Regions from separate parts of the Mus musculus genome. Here regions 2 and 3 are each linked to region 1. Evidence: chromatin contacts called from public HiChIP or PLAC-seq and promoter capture Hi-C data. All regions are on one chromosome and are shown on one strand. Each heading gives the region's core, a stretch centred on a gene start, on an enhancer-like site or on the middle of the called end of the contact. The rest is flanking DNA. Distances are from core to core; before and after follow the strand shown.

Region 1 (4,885 bases), core at 1,373-3,872:
TTGCATGCAGGTGTACCTGCAGACAGAGTGCTCATATACATATAAATAAATAAACCTAAAAAGAGAGAGAGAGAGAGAGAGAAAGACAGACAGTGGTGGTGCACTCCTTTAATCTCAGTACTCAAGAATCAGAGACAGGTGGATCGCTGATTTCCAGTCCAGCCTGGTCTACAGCCAGGGCTAGTCTTGAAAAATAAAGAAACAAAATAAGCACACAAAACCAAGCAAAAGCATGATAAATCAGTTGTCAGGGAAGTCTTTCCCATAAAAATAACTTAATTTTTTTTAACATTTATTATTTACTTATTATTTTTGGTTTTCCAAAACAGGGTTTCTCTGTGTAGCATAGGTTGTCCTGGAACTCTCTTTGTAGGCAGATCCACCTGCTTCTGCCTCCCAAGAGCTGGAATTAAAGGCGTGCACCACCACACCTAGCTTTACAGTTACCCGTTGAGGTGTACACGTCCACACTTCCACATATGAGTATGTGCATATATACACACAGCTCTGCTCACATGGAGGTTGGTTCTTCCCTCCCACCAAGTGAGCCCTGAAGATGCAACTCAGGTCTTTAGGCTCCACACGAACACCTTTACCACGTGAAACCATCTTGCTGGTCCAATGTTGTTGCTTTTGATTTTATTTTGTTTTGAGATAGGGTCTCACTATACCCCCTGGCTGGCCTCAAACTCAGAGAGATCCACCTGCCTTTGCTTCCAGAGTGCTTGGATTTGAGGTGTGTGCTACCATATCTCTCCCCACCTCCAATGTTTGTGGGTTTTGAGACAAGACTTCACTATGTGGCCATGGCTGGCCTAGAACTCCCTTTGTGTAACAGACCAGGTGAGTTTCAAACTTGTGGCAATCCCACCTGTCCCTACTGAAACTACAGGACTGTGCCTGATTACTTTTGGTAGTTTTCTTTTCCTTTTTGTTTTTCTGTCTTTTTTCTAATCATATTAATTACAGATGAGTTTTACAGAAATAAATTGATCAATTTGTATATAAAACGTGTATAAATGTATTTTGATCACAATCACCCCCACTGTATCTCTTGTCCCCTATCACCTTCCCCTTTCCAAATGGTTCTCCTGGTTTTTTGTTTGTTTGTTTGTTTTTTAACTATGAATGACACTTTATTCAGTCATTTTCTTTACAACTGAAACTCTGGGAATTCAAAATTAACATCCTTGCCTGTGAGCTTCTTGTACTCACCAGAAAAAGTTTCAACCTTGTGTTCCACGTTGTTCTGCTGTGCTTTGTCTAAGTGAACTTTTATGAGCCGGCTGCCATCCAGTTTCACACGGATCCTCTTACCCACAATTTCACTTGGGAAGACTAAGTCCTCAAGGATGGCATCGTGCACTGCTGTCAGGGTGCGGCTTCTGGGGCGCTTCTTGCTTATTTTTCGTTCGGCTTTTCCGGGTTGGCTTGGGCAGAATCCACCTCTGAGCAATGAGGACTACATTCTTCCCACTGAACTTTTTCTCCAATTCACACTAGCCGGACTTGGATTTTCTGGAAAGATTTAAGCTGAGGAACTGGTACAAAAATTACGATAGCTTTCCGACCACCACCAACTTCAATTTCCTTGGCTGCGGTGATGTTGAGTTCCCGCAGCTGCGCCTTGAGATCAGAATTCATCTCCAGCTCGAGAAGCGCCCGAGAGATGCCAGACTCGAACTCGTCGGGCTTCTCGCCATTGGGCTTCACGATCTTGGCGCTCGAGCTGAACATGTTCGTCCTGACGGAGCGCCGGCTTAGAAAAAGTTCTCCTGCTTTCTTGGTGGTTCCTGTTTTGGTTTGTAGGCACATCTTTAGTATCGAAAGTTTTCTTTACATGTATATGACCCACGTATTGTCAGAGGTCAAATGAGGGCGTTCGATTCCCAGAAACTGGAGTTATAGTTGTCACTATGTCTATGCTGGAAGCGAACCTGGGTCCGAACCCTTCAGCACTAACCCTCTTATTTAAAAAAAAAAAAAAAAGTTCCTGCCTCATCCAGTTCTGCTTATTGATTACTGACTTAATCATACGTTTCCCAGGCCCAGATAAACAAACGCTAGGTCGTTGCTCACAGTCCCGCCTCTCGCACTTAACTCTCAGACAGAGAAGGAACTCAGGACACATAAAATTCTTACCAAGATCAAGCCAATCAGTGGTGCCAAAGGAGGCGTGTTTGGTCTTTGAAGAACACCAATCAGCGAACATTGGGGCGGAAGGGATTCAGCACCCACCAATAAGAGAGGCCGTACGGCGGAAGTGCATAAAGGAACTCTCGGGAAGATGGCGCCCTTAATTTGGTCACAAGTTGACCGGAGGAAACTTTGACCGCGAGGTGATTATCACAGTACAAGCGGCTGTTCACAGGCGGGATCCCGAGCAGAGCATATGCCGAGCTCAAGGAAAGGGCACAGGGACACAATTCGGTGACCTGGAGGTCAGGGACTCTCAAAGAGCAGAGTCCGTCAGGAGATCGGAGCGGGAAGACCCGGAAAAGGCGTGGTCAGAAACAGGGCGGGTTTACTGCGCCCCAAACCGGAAGACCCGGATTGGGAAGCGACGAGGCGGGACGGATTTTAGCCAGGTGGGCGTGGCCACTGCGGTGCGGTTTGGGGGCGGGGCCTATAGGAACCTGGGGCCCAGCTGGCAGGAGAGGAGGTTTGGGAACCGGGGCCCGGGGCTGCAGGATCCACATCTAGCGGGGTTCCAAGGCAGTGGTGACATCAGGCCTCGCTCTGCTCATGATCTCCCCCTGTCCTCTTTTCATCCATCGCGTCACTAGCCCTAAACTCTAAGACCCTCTTGTCCTCCTGAGCTCTGCCCTCGGATGTCCGACCGCCCAGAGCCTGCATGCGCCGTGGGGCGCCCCAGGACCAGGAGCTGGTGGGTCCGGGGGCCCCTGGGCGGGGGTCCCGGGGCTCCCCTCCTTCCTCAGGACCCGTTGTCCCGGTGCTGGTCTTTCCCCCGGATCTAGTATTCAGGGCGGACCAGAGAAGTGGACCCCGGCAGCTGCTGACCCTCTACAACCCCACGGGAACTGCGCTTCGCTTCCGAGGTGAAGAGACGGGCGCCTTAGAGCTAGGGCTCTGGGGGTTAGTAGCAGGATATGGGAAGACTGTGTGGGCTGGAGGAATTAATCAAGAGGCAAGATGCCTAGCTTTGGGTCTGAAAAAAAAATCATGTCCATCTCCGGGGTTGCTGACATGAGGGGCCCCGGTGGAGCACTATAAGTAAAACTTGCCTAAGATCTCTTCGCGTATCTTTATCTGACAGTTCTGTGCACAGCACCTGCCAAATACACGGTATTCGATGCAGAGGGATATGTGAAGCCTCAGTCCTGCATTGACATGTGAGTGGGGAGGTTGGGGAAGCAGCCAGGCACCACAGCTACCTGTTGTCTTTTCTCCTGCTGACTGCAGTCACTCTGGGAAAAGTTTCTGGGGAGGAGATCTGGATTTACATGGTTGGTTGCCTCTCACTTCCTTTCCTCCCAATGGTTCAGTGTGATACGGCACGTGGCCCCCGTCCCCAGCCACTATGACGTCCAGGACAGATTCCGCATTGAGCTGTCTGAGGAGGGGACTGAGGGACGAGTGGTTGGAAGAAAAGACATCACCTCTGTTCTTCGAGCCCCAGCGTACCCCCTGGAGCTTCAGGGACATTCTGAGCCAACGCCCAACCCAGGGCCTCCTGTGTGGACAGGACTGACCCCAGCCAGACATCTTCAGGAGAGTGAGTTGAACAGATTCTTTGTGTGTGTGTGTGTGTGTGTGTGTGTGTGTGTGTGTGGTATTGTGTATATGTATTGTGTGAGTATATGCATGTGGGTCCTTATGCATGGACTTGAGCACATGTGCAGTCTCTTCTCACCCTTAGTTGTTTTGAGACAGGCTCTCTCATTGAACCTAATATACATTCATTTGTAGACTGGATGGGCGGTGCAGAATCCAGAGCCTCCACCGCCCAAACACTGGGATTATAGGCATACACTTCCATGCCCAGTTTTAAGTATGTTCTGGAGAACTGAACTCAGATCTCCATGCTTGCATGGTCAGCCCTTTTTTTGATTGAGTCATCTCTCCACGGGTCTTGGTTTTCTGCAGTACTGGGCAAAGGCCTACCAGGTACCAAGTACTGTACTGCTGAGCAGTAACCCCAGCCCTGCACTGGGGACCTCTGTAGGGAGAGAAGACGCAGTCGCAATACCCTAGAAAGAAACTAAATGGGGTTTGAAGAAGTCTCTGGGCTCAGGGGTGTGTGTGTGCTGTGTGTGTGTCTGTGTATGTGTATGGTGTGTGTGTGTGTGGTATGTGTGTGTGTGGTGTGCATGTGGTGTGTGTGTGTGTGTGGTGTGTGTGTGTGTGGTATGTGTGTGTGTGTGTGGTGTGTGTGTGGTGTGTGTCTGTGTGGTGTGTGTGTGAGTGTGGTGTGTGTGCGTGTGCTGTATATGGGGGTGTGTGTGTGTGTGTGTGTGGGTGTGTGTGTGTGTGTGTCATGTGTGTGTGTGTGTGGTGTGTGTGTGTGTGTGTGGTGTGTGTGTGGTGTGTGTGTGTGGTGTGTGTGGTGTGTGGTGTGTGTGTGTGTGTGTGTGTGTGTGTGTGTGGTGTGTGTGTGTGTAGATAATCCTGCTTGAGGTTTTTTATCAGGTGTGAGGAAGAAGACTTTGCAGTTGTCCTGGTTTCTAACTTCTAATCAGAGAGACAAGTTCTTCTCCAGCTCCAACTGCAGTGTCTCAGGTGCCAGCTATGTTCAGTTCAATGAAAAACCTGTACTGAGTGATCAGCTCTCTCTCTCTCTCTCTCTTTTTTAAAAAAGAATTTACTTATTTATTTTATATATATAACGAGACACATCAGAAGAGGACATCAGACCCCATTACAG
Region 2 (4,885 bases), core at 1,716-4,215, 680 kb before region 1:
TAAGTAACTGGTCTCTTTTTAATGTTGTGAGATTTGTTATCATTAACCTTTTCTTTTTTTAAAAAGAATTCTGGTACCTCTATCCTAATATTCTCTCTTCTTCCATTCCATCACCTGAGTCCCTTCCAGGTTTTTCTTTGCTAATTCCCAGAGTAGATTCTGAATTAAACAAAATGGCAGACTCACTGGAACAGCTTTGGGTGGTTGCTTTGCTGCTCTCTTCTTCACATTTCGTCTTAAGCTGTCTTCAAAGTCGCTGTCTTCGTTAGTTGAGGGACTATCCCTATAGAGAGAATATGATTTCCCTTAAGCATCATCCCATTCCTGCCACATAAAGAGTTAATTATAATTTCTATTTATCTCTAACTGTGCCACATCTATATGAGGAAAAACATTCAAATTTTAAGATACAGGACAAGAAAAGTCACTTCAAAGCATTAGAGATGAAAAATGAGGAACTAAAAGAAGGTGAAATGGCTCAACAAGGAAGCCTGATGACCAGAATTCAACTCCTAGAACCATATAGCATTTCTTCCTCCCTTTCTTCTCCCTTACCCTACTCTACCTTCCATTTCTGTTTGACTGGTTTATTTCTATTTAATTTTAGAGCAGAGTCTCATGCAGACCAGGCTAGCTTGAATTCACTATGTAGCTGTCCTTAACCCTCTTTATCCTCCAGCCTCCTCGTCCCATATTCTGCGATTACAGGTATGTGCCACCATATCCAGCTTTCAGTACAGCATTTCTGATACTGTCATATGGCCCCACATACACTACAACCATGCTAGAAAACAACAGAGAGGAAAGCTGCTGGGGATGCAGAAGGAGCTCCCAAGTTCAGACCTCTCACCAACGGCACTCACCACTCTGCAGTTCCCTGTGAGTCTCTGTCATCACAGGGTAGGATGGAGGAGGAACAAGGAGACAAGGCCATCTGTGCACGTCTCACAGACTTTTGAAGTGGGGAAGACTCACTGCCTGAGGAAGAGCCATGGTGCTGGGTAGAAGGTGACCACAGAGTAGGCATGTTAATCCAGCTGTAGGAAAAAAGGAAAGAGTTCCTACTACTACTATATCCCTCTATAGACCATCATCTTTCTCTCCCAGAATGTGGTCTCAGTACTATGGGATAGAGCACCAAAACCAATAGTCAACCTAACCACATCGAGGTATTATGGTCACTACTGCTATAAGGGCTTGCAAACAGAAACCTGAAACTAGGAGTGATGCTGTAGGCTTGTAATTGCAGCTACCTGGGAGGCTAAGGCAGGTTGCTCATCAAATTCAAAGTCAGCCTGGAACTCCAGAGTAGCCTGTAGCCTGAGCAACTTAGTGAGACCTTATTCAAAATAAACAGTAAAAAAGAGGCCTGGGGGTTATAGCTGAGCAGTAGATGTTCCAAGACTCTGGGCAGCACCCAACTTTCAGTATGGCTAAATAAATTAAGGCCACAGGACCTGGGTCCAATCTTCAGTATAGGTAAATTAATTAAAATAAATAAATAAATAACACCAGAGGATCTGGGGCCAATCTTCAGTATAGGTAAATTAATTTAATAAGGCCAGAGGATCTGGGGCCAATCTTCAATATAGGTAAACAAACAAGGCCAGAGGGTTTACACAGAGCAGTTTCTGAGCAGCTTCTGGCACAAATCCCTCTTAGAGGAATCAGAGAGGGGTACACTGGCTGAGGCTCAGCTGCTAAAACCGAACCAGCAAAGCACCTCAGATTTCCATTTCTGAAACTCATTGTCTGACTCTACAGGAAATGGGAGGCTATTCGTGATCCGGAAGCAGAGGTGTCATTTGAGTTAAGCCACAAACATTCCAACGAGTAAAGCGCGTTCTCTACTTCCAGAAAGCGCGCTGCATAAGGTTGACCCCAAGCTTATTTGGGCTGTGGGGGAGGAGGGAGCAGGGTGTCTTCCGTTTATGAGGCTGCTTATCTCTCTGAATCAGAAGATGGGGTTTCCGGGCCCGGCGTGGTGGCGCACGCCTTTAATCCCAGCACTCGGGAGGCAGAGGCAGGTGGATTTCTGAGTTTGAGGCCAGCCTGGTCTACAGAGTGAGTTCCAGGACAGCCAGGGCTACACAGAGAAACCCTGTCTCGAAAAAAAAAAAAAGGGTTTCCGGCCTCCATAGCGGACACGAGACAGAGCTACAGACCTCAGTGGAGACAGGGGGTTGGAACGCTGCCTATTTATGGGTCCAAAGGGGCAACCTCACAGTTTGAACTTGGAAGAATGACCTTTAGATGAACACGGCTGAAGAAAGGTCACCACCTCAGAGGTCCTTTCAGGTCTCAGTGGACATCCCACCTCGGTCGCGAGACGCCCGCCGCAGCTGCTCTTCTTCCTCTGGTGGCGGGCGGTTAAGCCTTAGAAAAAAACGCGGGAAGGCACGGGATAAGCCGTGCGCAGGCGCGAGATTAACTGGTCTTCGCGCGGCTGAGAAGTGTCGCGAGACTTGGCGCAGCGCGAGCTCGTGCTAACCACGTTCCTGCCTCTCAGCGCGCTTGGCTTCGAGCAGCCGCCAGGCATGTAGCTGTGCAGTCCTGTCACGTGGGCTCCAGCGCGTGCGGAGTCGCTCCATCCTGGTCACGCCTCCTTTACTCCTATGTCCCCTTCCATTGGCTGAGCGTTTGCTGCTGCCTTCAGTCCGGCTCTTCAATTGCAATTGGCTCAGTTTCACCCAAACCCCGCCTTTCGAGCAAAATACCACGCCCCTTCTCAAGACCACAACCCCTACCCCTGCCAGCCTCCGCCGTGCGGGCCGTGTTCCGCCCCTGCCGAGTTGCCGTTCCACATTGGCTTCACGGCTACCCTGTCCCCGCCCCTGGGGCCGGCTTCTTCTTATCATTGGCGGGCTACCGCTTCGGGCCCCGCCCCCTGTCCCGCTCCCCGGCTCCCATTGTCTCCGCAGATGCCTCCTGGTCCTGCTACGGTGCTGGGGTTGTTCAGTTTTAGGGGACACGCTCCTATTCTTTTCTTCGAGACGTCCCGCGGCCGAGAACGGGGTTCTAGAGTTCCGCGGACTCTTCTTTCCTCCTTAGGACCCACTTTGCCCCGTCCCAGGGAGGAGAGCACCTATGTCTGCGCTGCGACCTCTCCTGCTTTTGCTGCTCCATCTGTGTCCGGGTCTAGGGCCGGGACATGGGAGTGAGGCAAAGGTCGTCCGGAGTTGTGCAGAGACTCGGCAGGTGCTGGGGGCCCGGGGATATAGCTTAAACCTAATCCCTCCCTCCCTCATCTCAGGTGAGAAGAAAGAGGGAAGAGTCGGGGTGGGAAGGGGCGGGGACGGGTCCTCCCCATCTCACAATAACTCTTTCCTTTCAGTGACCATTATGATGATTGTTTCATCTGTTGAGCATCTTTCTTCTCCAGTAACTTCCTTCCCGGGATCACAATAAACCTGCTGCTCATATAATAACTCTCATTCAGTCCCCACCCAAGGAATTCCCTTCTCTGTAATTAGCACACCCGTTAGTGTCTTTCTAACAGCCAGAAATCGCCTTGCAATTCCTGTGAGCTTCTATGACAATACTTTCTTGCTTACCAAGTAGCCCCACCCCTACAAATCCCGTTCTTCATTCCATAGTTGTCCCATAAGTCCCTGGAGGAGTGGGTTGTGCAGTGTTGGGGAGGGTTACCTGAAGACCCTCTGGTCACTAATATGGCCCTCAAAGCAGCTGTTCAATAGATGATCCCATTACAAATAGGAGTGAAGCTGAGATGGGTGAGGGACAATAAAAGAGGGTTCAGGTAGGGCTGAAGGGGCAAACAAAGGAAAAAGCAACCGGGCAGGTGGAAGACAAAAATCAGCCCCCAGAGATAGGCGAGGGATGAAAGGAGATTCCTAATATCCCTTCTTGCCATCCAGTCCTCCTCCCTGTCTCCTCTGCGCAGGTGAGCACCTTCAAGTCTGTCCTCAGGAGTACACCTGCTGTTCCAGTGAGACAGAGCAGAAGTTGATCAGGGATGCTGAAGTCACATTCCGTGGCCTGGTAGAGGACAGTGGCTCTTTCCTGATTCACACACTGGCTGCCCGGCATAGAAAGTTTAATGGTGAGGACCTTTGGGGGGTTCCCAGATGTGCTTCACACCTCTTTGTGTTTATGCACCCCGTTTCCTATTCCCACCTCCTGCAGTCATAGCTAGGCCACCACCACCCACCCCAGAATCCCCTGCTTATTTCCCATCCCCACTCCACATTCTCTACAGGACCCTGCCCTTCCTTGTTCCTAGTCTGCCAGCTTACTCAGCTTCTAATTCTTTTGCCTCTTCTTTTCCTCATTCCTTCCTGCCTCTGCCCTTTCCCTGCTCTCCCTGTCTCTGTTCCCTCTTCTCATCCCTCCACCTTTGTTAGAGTTTTTTCGGGAGATGCTGTCTATATCCCAGCATTCTTTGGCTCAGCTCTTCTCGCATTCCTATGGTCGCCTGTATTCCCAGCACGCCGTCATCTTCAATAGCCTGTTTTCCGGCCTGCGGGACTACTATGAGAAGTCTGGCGAGGGGTTAGATGACACCTTGGCGGATTTCTGGGCACAGCTCCTGGAGAGAGCCTTCCCTTTGCTGCACCCACAATACAGTTTCCCTCCTGACTTCCTGCTCTGTCTTACTCGGCTTACTTCAACTGCTGATGGCTCTCTGCAGCCCTTCGGAGACTCACCCCGCCGCCTCCGCCTACAGGTGAGGAGGTCCCACAACCTGAACTTCAGCAACCTCCGACCCTTAGTGACCTCTAATGGTATGAACTGTCACCTCCAAGACAATCACCCCCTTTTGTTCCCATGTCACCTCTGACCTCATGGCCTCTATCTTGGCCTTCTCTGACTTGGTGATCCCCATCTCAAGCCCTGGTCACCTATGTCTGACCCCTTGGTCTCC
Region 3 (4,885 bases), core at 1,237-3,736, 590 kb before region 1:
AATTGAAACTAGTACTTTGTACATGCTGGGCAAGCACTGTACTGAGTTAAATGGAAGAAAAAAAAAAAAACAGGGCCCAGAGAGATGGCTCCGAAGATAAGGGTACTGCCAAGCCTGATGACCTGACTATACCCTCAGGACCCAAATGGTTGAAGGGAGGACAGACTCTTGCAACTTGTCCTGACACCCATGGACAAGCCAAAGCTCAGATGTGCACACATGTACACACACACACTGCAAAATAAATGGATGTAAGAAATAAAGAAGCAGCCGAGCAGTGGTGGCGCACGCCTTTAATCCCAGCACTTGGGAGGCAGAGGCAGGGGGATTTCTGAATTCGAGGCCAGCCTGATCTACAGAGTGGTCTACAGGACAGCCAGGGCTACACAGAGAAACCCTGTCTCGAAAAAACAAAAAAAAAAAAACAAAAAAAAAAGAAAGAATGAACATCTTTCAGAGGCTTTCTGTAATCTCTCAACATCAAGCAGCTTCTCTGTGCCCTGCTCTCTCCTGCTCTCTTTCCTCATCCTACGCACGTGTGTTGTATGCCACAACCTATAATTATTTGGTTGCTACTACTATTATGGTTGTCTTGTCTGTCTCCTGAATGGAATGTGACTCGTGTGTTGGGGTGGGAACTTGTCATTCGCTCACTGTAGTGGCATCACAAGACCTACATCAGTGCCTGAGACATTTCAGATGCCGCTGAGTGAATCAATGAATGAACTAAAGTCAGGTGAAAGCCAGGTGGGGCAGCACATGCCTGTTAGTCTGTAATCCAGTATTTGGAAGGTGGAAGCATAAGAATCAGGAGTTCATGCTGGGCAGTGGTGGCGCACGCCATCCTGGTCTACAGAGTGAGTTCCAGGACAGCCAGGGCTACACAGAGAAATCCTGTCTCAAAAAAAAAAAACAAAAAACAAAAAAAAACAAAAAACAAGAATCAGGAGTTCAAGACCAGCCTCAGCTTTGAAGCCAGACTGGAGTATGTGAGACTGTCTAAACAAAATAAACAAAAGAAGTCAGGTTACTAAGGGGTTACTCTGTGTCTGGCACCGTCTCACCAGTGTGCATCCTAGGAGGAACAAGCTATTGGCCACACTGTTCCTCTTTTGCTGCAGCAGTTACAATCCCAAAGATTATTGCAATCAGCATTTTGCATTTACATCAGGACAGTATGACTTGCGGTCGATTTTTATTTTTGAAGGTCCTAACAAGAATATAAATCAGGATGGCTCAGCAGGTAAAGGGTCCCTGGCGTCAAGTCCGACAACCTGAACTCGATCCTGGGGACCCACAGGATGGAGAGAACCGACTCTTCCAAAGTAGCCTTCAGAATTCCACAGGCACACACGCACATCCCAAATACATATTTTAACTATTTTTTTTCCTATATTTTACGGAGGCTCATGGAGGATGTGGATCTAAGCCAGTCCTTTGTCCTGCTTAGGTTGCAATGATTAAAGGGGACTGATGTCAATCATTCTGTCCTGTTTGGAAGCTGCCTCCTAGAAAGCTGCACGTGACAAATATTGCTTGTCTTGACTGTGTCCTCTAGGTCTCCCGGACCAACTGACGCCGGTTCCTCGCTGGAAGGGGCTTTCCTGACTGGAGTCCAGTCAAGCAACCGCCTTGCCTTCACATATCAAATCCTCTGAACTTTTCACTGTTTCCCTGACCACTCGAAAGGGGGCTCCGTGACCAGGCACCACCACATCAGCTACGCTCAGAATCCTCTCCCGGCTCCGCTGCTGAGCTACTGGGTCTTCGCTCAGGGCCTGCCAGGAGTCCTCGTCACCAAGTCGCTCGAACACATCGCCAGCCACCACCACGGTGCCCAGGCTGGTGCCCTCCACTACGACGCTCACGTCCCGCTGTCCTCCGTGGCCCGGCGTGGCCCACACCTGCAGTCCCGAGCCCAGTATCAAGGGCTGCGTTTCACACAGCCCATGGGGCAGATAGAGACCCTCGGGAAGGCAGAAGTCATGGGAGACTAACAAAGCTGCCTCGGGAAACAGCCCCAGGTTCCCAATATGATCCGAGTGTCCGTGGGTGCCCACCACCAGAGTCACATCTTCGGGGGCCACGCCCTGTGTAGCCAGGGCTTCCAGCAGCGCACCCCGCGCCCAGGGTCCCCCGGTGTCCACGAGGATGGGGCCACGCACCGCCTCCTCCAGGGCAGTCTTAGAGCCGCCGTCTGCGGATGGGGCCAAACCGCGGCTGGAGTCCGAGGCCCAGCCCCGAGGCAGGACGAGAGTCACAGTGCCATCAGCACGCACCGCGTCGCCCGCTCCCTGCGGCTCCGCGTAGCCGCGCAGCAGAACCACCACGGAGTAGGAGCCGCTGGACGCCAGCAAAGGGATCTCACCATGCAGGGGCTCGGTGCGCACTGGACCGTTCATGACAAGGGAGATTTACCCCGCCACGGACGTCTGCCCAGTCCCTCCAAAATCCTACCGCAAGCCCCGCCACTCTTTCCAAGGTGCAACTCGTTTGCTACCCACCAGATCTTAAAGTGGTATCGCCCTCCACTACCACCCCTGCTGAAGATGGTATCGCCCAACTGGCCTTTCCATGCGACCTCAAGACTTCCTAGATTCTTTTGGTCAGTCCCCCCTTAGGCTTATAGTCGGTAGGTTCTCACGCATCCACATCTGAAAGATATCTTTTACTTCTTTATTCTAGCTGTTGTCTACTTTGAAACTAAACTATCGCTGTCCTTAAGGGTTTTTGTTTTCTTTTGTTTTTTAACGCTGGGAAAACTCAAAAGGTGAGAAAACGCGAGATTTTTTGCCTTTTATGGGCTTCCGTACAAACTACCGCGCCTGAACCACGGCGTAATCCTAATCCTGTATAGTTCATATTATGTATTACACTTAACTTCTGAGTTCTTGTTTTGTTTTTTATTTTCCTGATACAGGGGCTCAAGGAGACCAAGATGGTCTTGAGCTCGCTACATAGCTGAGGAAGACTGAGCTCTTGATCCTCTTTTCCAAGTCCTAGTGGTACAGTTGTTTTCCCAACCCCAACCAGTATCCTTGGGGTGGATAATTATAAGAACACCATTAGCAACTAATAGATAGCAGGCCAATGGCCCCACTGTCTGGGTGCTCCCTCATCGATAATGTGTGCATGTTTGAAATGGGACTCAGCTGATATATATATAAAAGGTTTAATAGCAATATAGAAAATATGGCACCTGTGAAATAGGAAATATAGCCCACATGTCTACCCCATCTAACCCGAGTATTGCTTCACTCTCTTCCAGCATCCTGTTCTTATTCACAGATTGATGGTATACGGCCTCATGTTTGCAGTGTATATTGGTTCTTGAGGGTCTCTTTTTGGCTTCTTACTTTAAGACAGGGTTCAGCTCTGGTTGGTCCCGAACTGCCAAGTAGCTGGATGGTATTCTGATATTCCTGCCAACGCTTCTTTGAGTGCTGAGATTACAGCGGTATGCCACCACATCAGGGTTCAACTCCCATCACTGTCCATACTAGGCAGGCACTCTACCAATTGCGCTGCTCGCTCTTCTCTGGCCTCTTGAAAGGGTTTAAAATAGACCCTTTAAAAAGCAAAGTGACTTTCCCACAGCTCACACCACTATTGACCAATCGGTGCAGGTGAAGACCAGTAAAACGTAGAGAAAAGTTTCAAAACTGTCACCACATACTTGTTCAATTAAGTGGCTGCATGTGGTTCAACCCTGAAGGCAAAACTTGCTTCTGCTTCTTCCCCCCTACCCTTCTCCTTTCCTGTTGCCATTCTGGGTCCCCAGGATCATAGCCGAGATCATACCAAGAAGACATTAGAAGCCTAGGGGCGGGGAAGGACGGGAGAGCACAAGAGTTTAGAAAACTCTCCACGACCCATCCTTGGGGTTCAAAAGTAAGGGTCAAAGATCTTCTGGGTCATGCTTGGGATTGCCTGAAGTCTTGGTTATCTCTTCTTCTTCTTCCTCCTCTTCGTCATCTGCCTCCTCCTGCCCATCACTGATCTTCTCCTTTCCAGTCCAAGCTTCCCGTAGACAAGCTGGGTGGAATGAGAAGAAAACAACCTCAGGGTTAATGCCGGGAACAGCTGGGAAGCTAGGGGAGGAGTCTGTCCTTTACACTTACCAGTTTCAGAGGCTGGAAGCACATGCCGCTCACAGAGAAAATGCTGGAGGGGCTGCTCCTGATGGTGGAAGTACCAGTCCCCTACAACATCTTCAAACTCCTCCAGCATCGTCTCACACTGGGAAAGAAGAGCAGGAGGAGGGGCGTTGGAAGGCCTCTACCTTTCACTCCCTATCCCCCTACTCCATTGAGTGTCTTTTGAGGGGCAGGCAACCAAAAGGTTACACTTGGCTTTCAAGACGCGAGATTGTCTTTATTCAACATTTACCAGTATCGGTTACTATCTAATATCTAGTATATTGACTCCGAGAGGTGCCAGATGCCTATAATCCCAGTTAGAAGGTAGCGGCAAGAAAGGCCCTATCCTCAAGCTAGAATTACAGACCCAGCCTGGGCTACGTGGGATAATCCTGTCTCAAACCCTCAACACCTCTCAGAGCCTCACCTGGGACGTGGGAACCGGTATTCGCACCTGTGACATGAGAATGAAAAGAGGCAGTAGCTAGAAAGGGTATGGCCCAAAACCCAGGAGACAGTAGGCAGGCACATTAGTATGCATTGGTAGATATCATGAGCAGCACAATATTACTACTTTCATAACTGGTACAGTTCTTCACTCTCTGTCTTCTCCCTGCTCAGAGGTAGTCATCCCCGACACTGAGTCCTGGGATTTAGTGCTCCCACCTTCCTGGACCAACCAAGTGCTGTCTCATCCTACCTGCTTCTTGAGGAATGTGACCTCCACACTGGGCTCGTCCCACAGC

Evidence for each region. HiChIP or PLAC-seq counts read pairs in DNA pulled down with a chosen protein or histone mark. Capture Hi-C pulls out chosen DNA fragments and counts their contacts.
Region 2: a contact with region 1 is called in a promoter capture Hi-C map of adipose tissue, with 2.3 times the contacts expected there. The contact joins the promoter of Gpc2 here to the promoter of Mospd3 in region 1. A contact is called at or near these places in 2 of 115 datasets of contacts at active chromatin or transcription factors (bone marrow-derived macrophages and pancreatic cancer cells) and 1 of 9 other capture datasets (adipose tissue).
Region 3: a contact with region 1 is called in an H3K4me3 HiChIP or PLAC-seq map of bone marrow-derived macrophages, with 3 times the contacts expected there. The contact joins the promoter of Mblac1 here to the promoter of Mospd3 in region 1. A contact is called at or near these places in 2 of 39 promoter capture datasets (erythroid cells and liver) and 2 of 115 datasets of contacts at active chromatin or transcription factors (bone marrow-derived macrophages and thymic regulatory T cells).

What each region holds. Positions count from the first base shown.
Region 1 is chr5:137,598,445-137,603,329 of GRCm38.p6, reverse strand. Mospd3 (motile sperm domain containing 3) reads left to right here and starts at 2,622. Exons shown (of 5, transcript NM_001254762.1): 1 at 2,622-3,059; 2 at 3,278-3,353; 3 at 3,507-3,736. The coding sequence starts at 2,855. It also overlaps the pseudogene Gm7285.
Region 2 is chr5:138,278,017-138,282,901 of GRCm38.p6, reverse strand. Gpc2 (glypican 2 (cerebroglycan)) reads left to right here and starts at 2,965. Exons shown (of 10, transcript NM_172412.2): 1 at 2,965-3,253; 2 at 3,905-4,063; 3 at 4,365-4,687. The coding sequence starts at 3,088. Stag3 (stromal antigen 3) reads right to left here and starts at 2,393. Exons shown (of 34, transcript NM_016964.2): 1 at 2,248-2,393; 2 at 864-1,037; 3 at 187-283. The coding sequence starts at 1,027.
Region 3 is chr5:138,191,915-138,196,799 of GRCm38.p6, reverse strand. It overlaps Mblac1 (metallo-beta-lactamase domain containing 1), which reads right to left and starts at 2,486. Exons shown (of 1, transcript NM_177878.3): 1 at 1,179-2,486. The coding sequence starts at 2,402. The coding sequence ends at 1,620. Cnpy4 (canopy FGF signaling regulator 4) reads right to left here. Exons shown (of 6, transcript NM_178612.4): 4 at 4,840-4,885; 5 at 4,122-4,239; 6 at 2,906-4,035. The coding sequence ends at 3,899.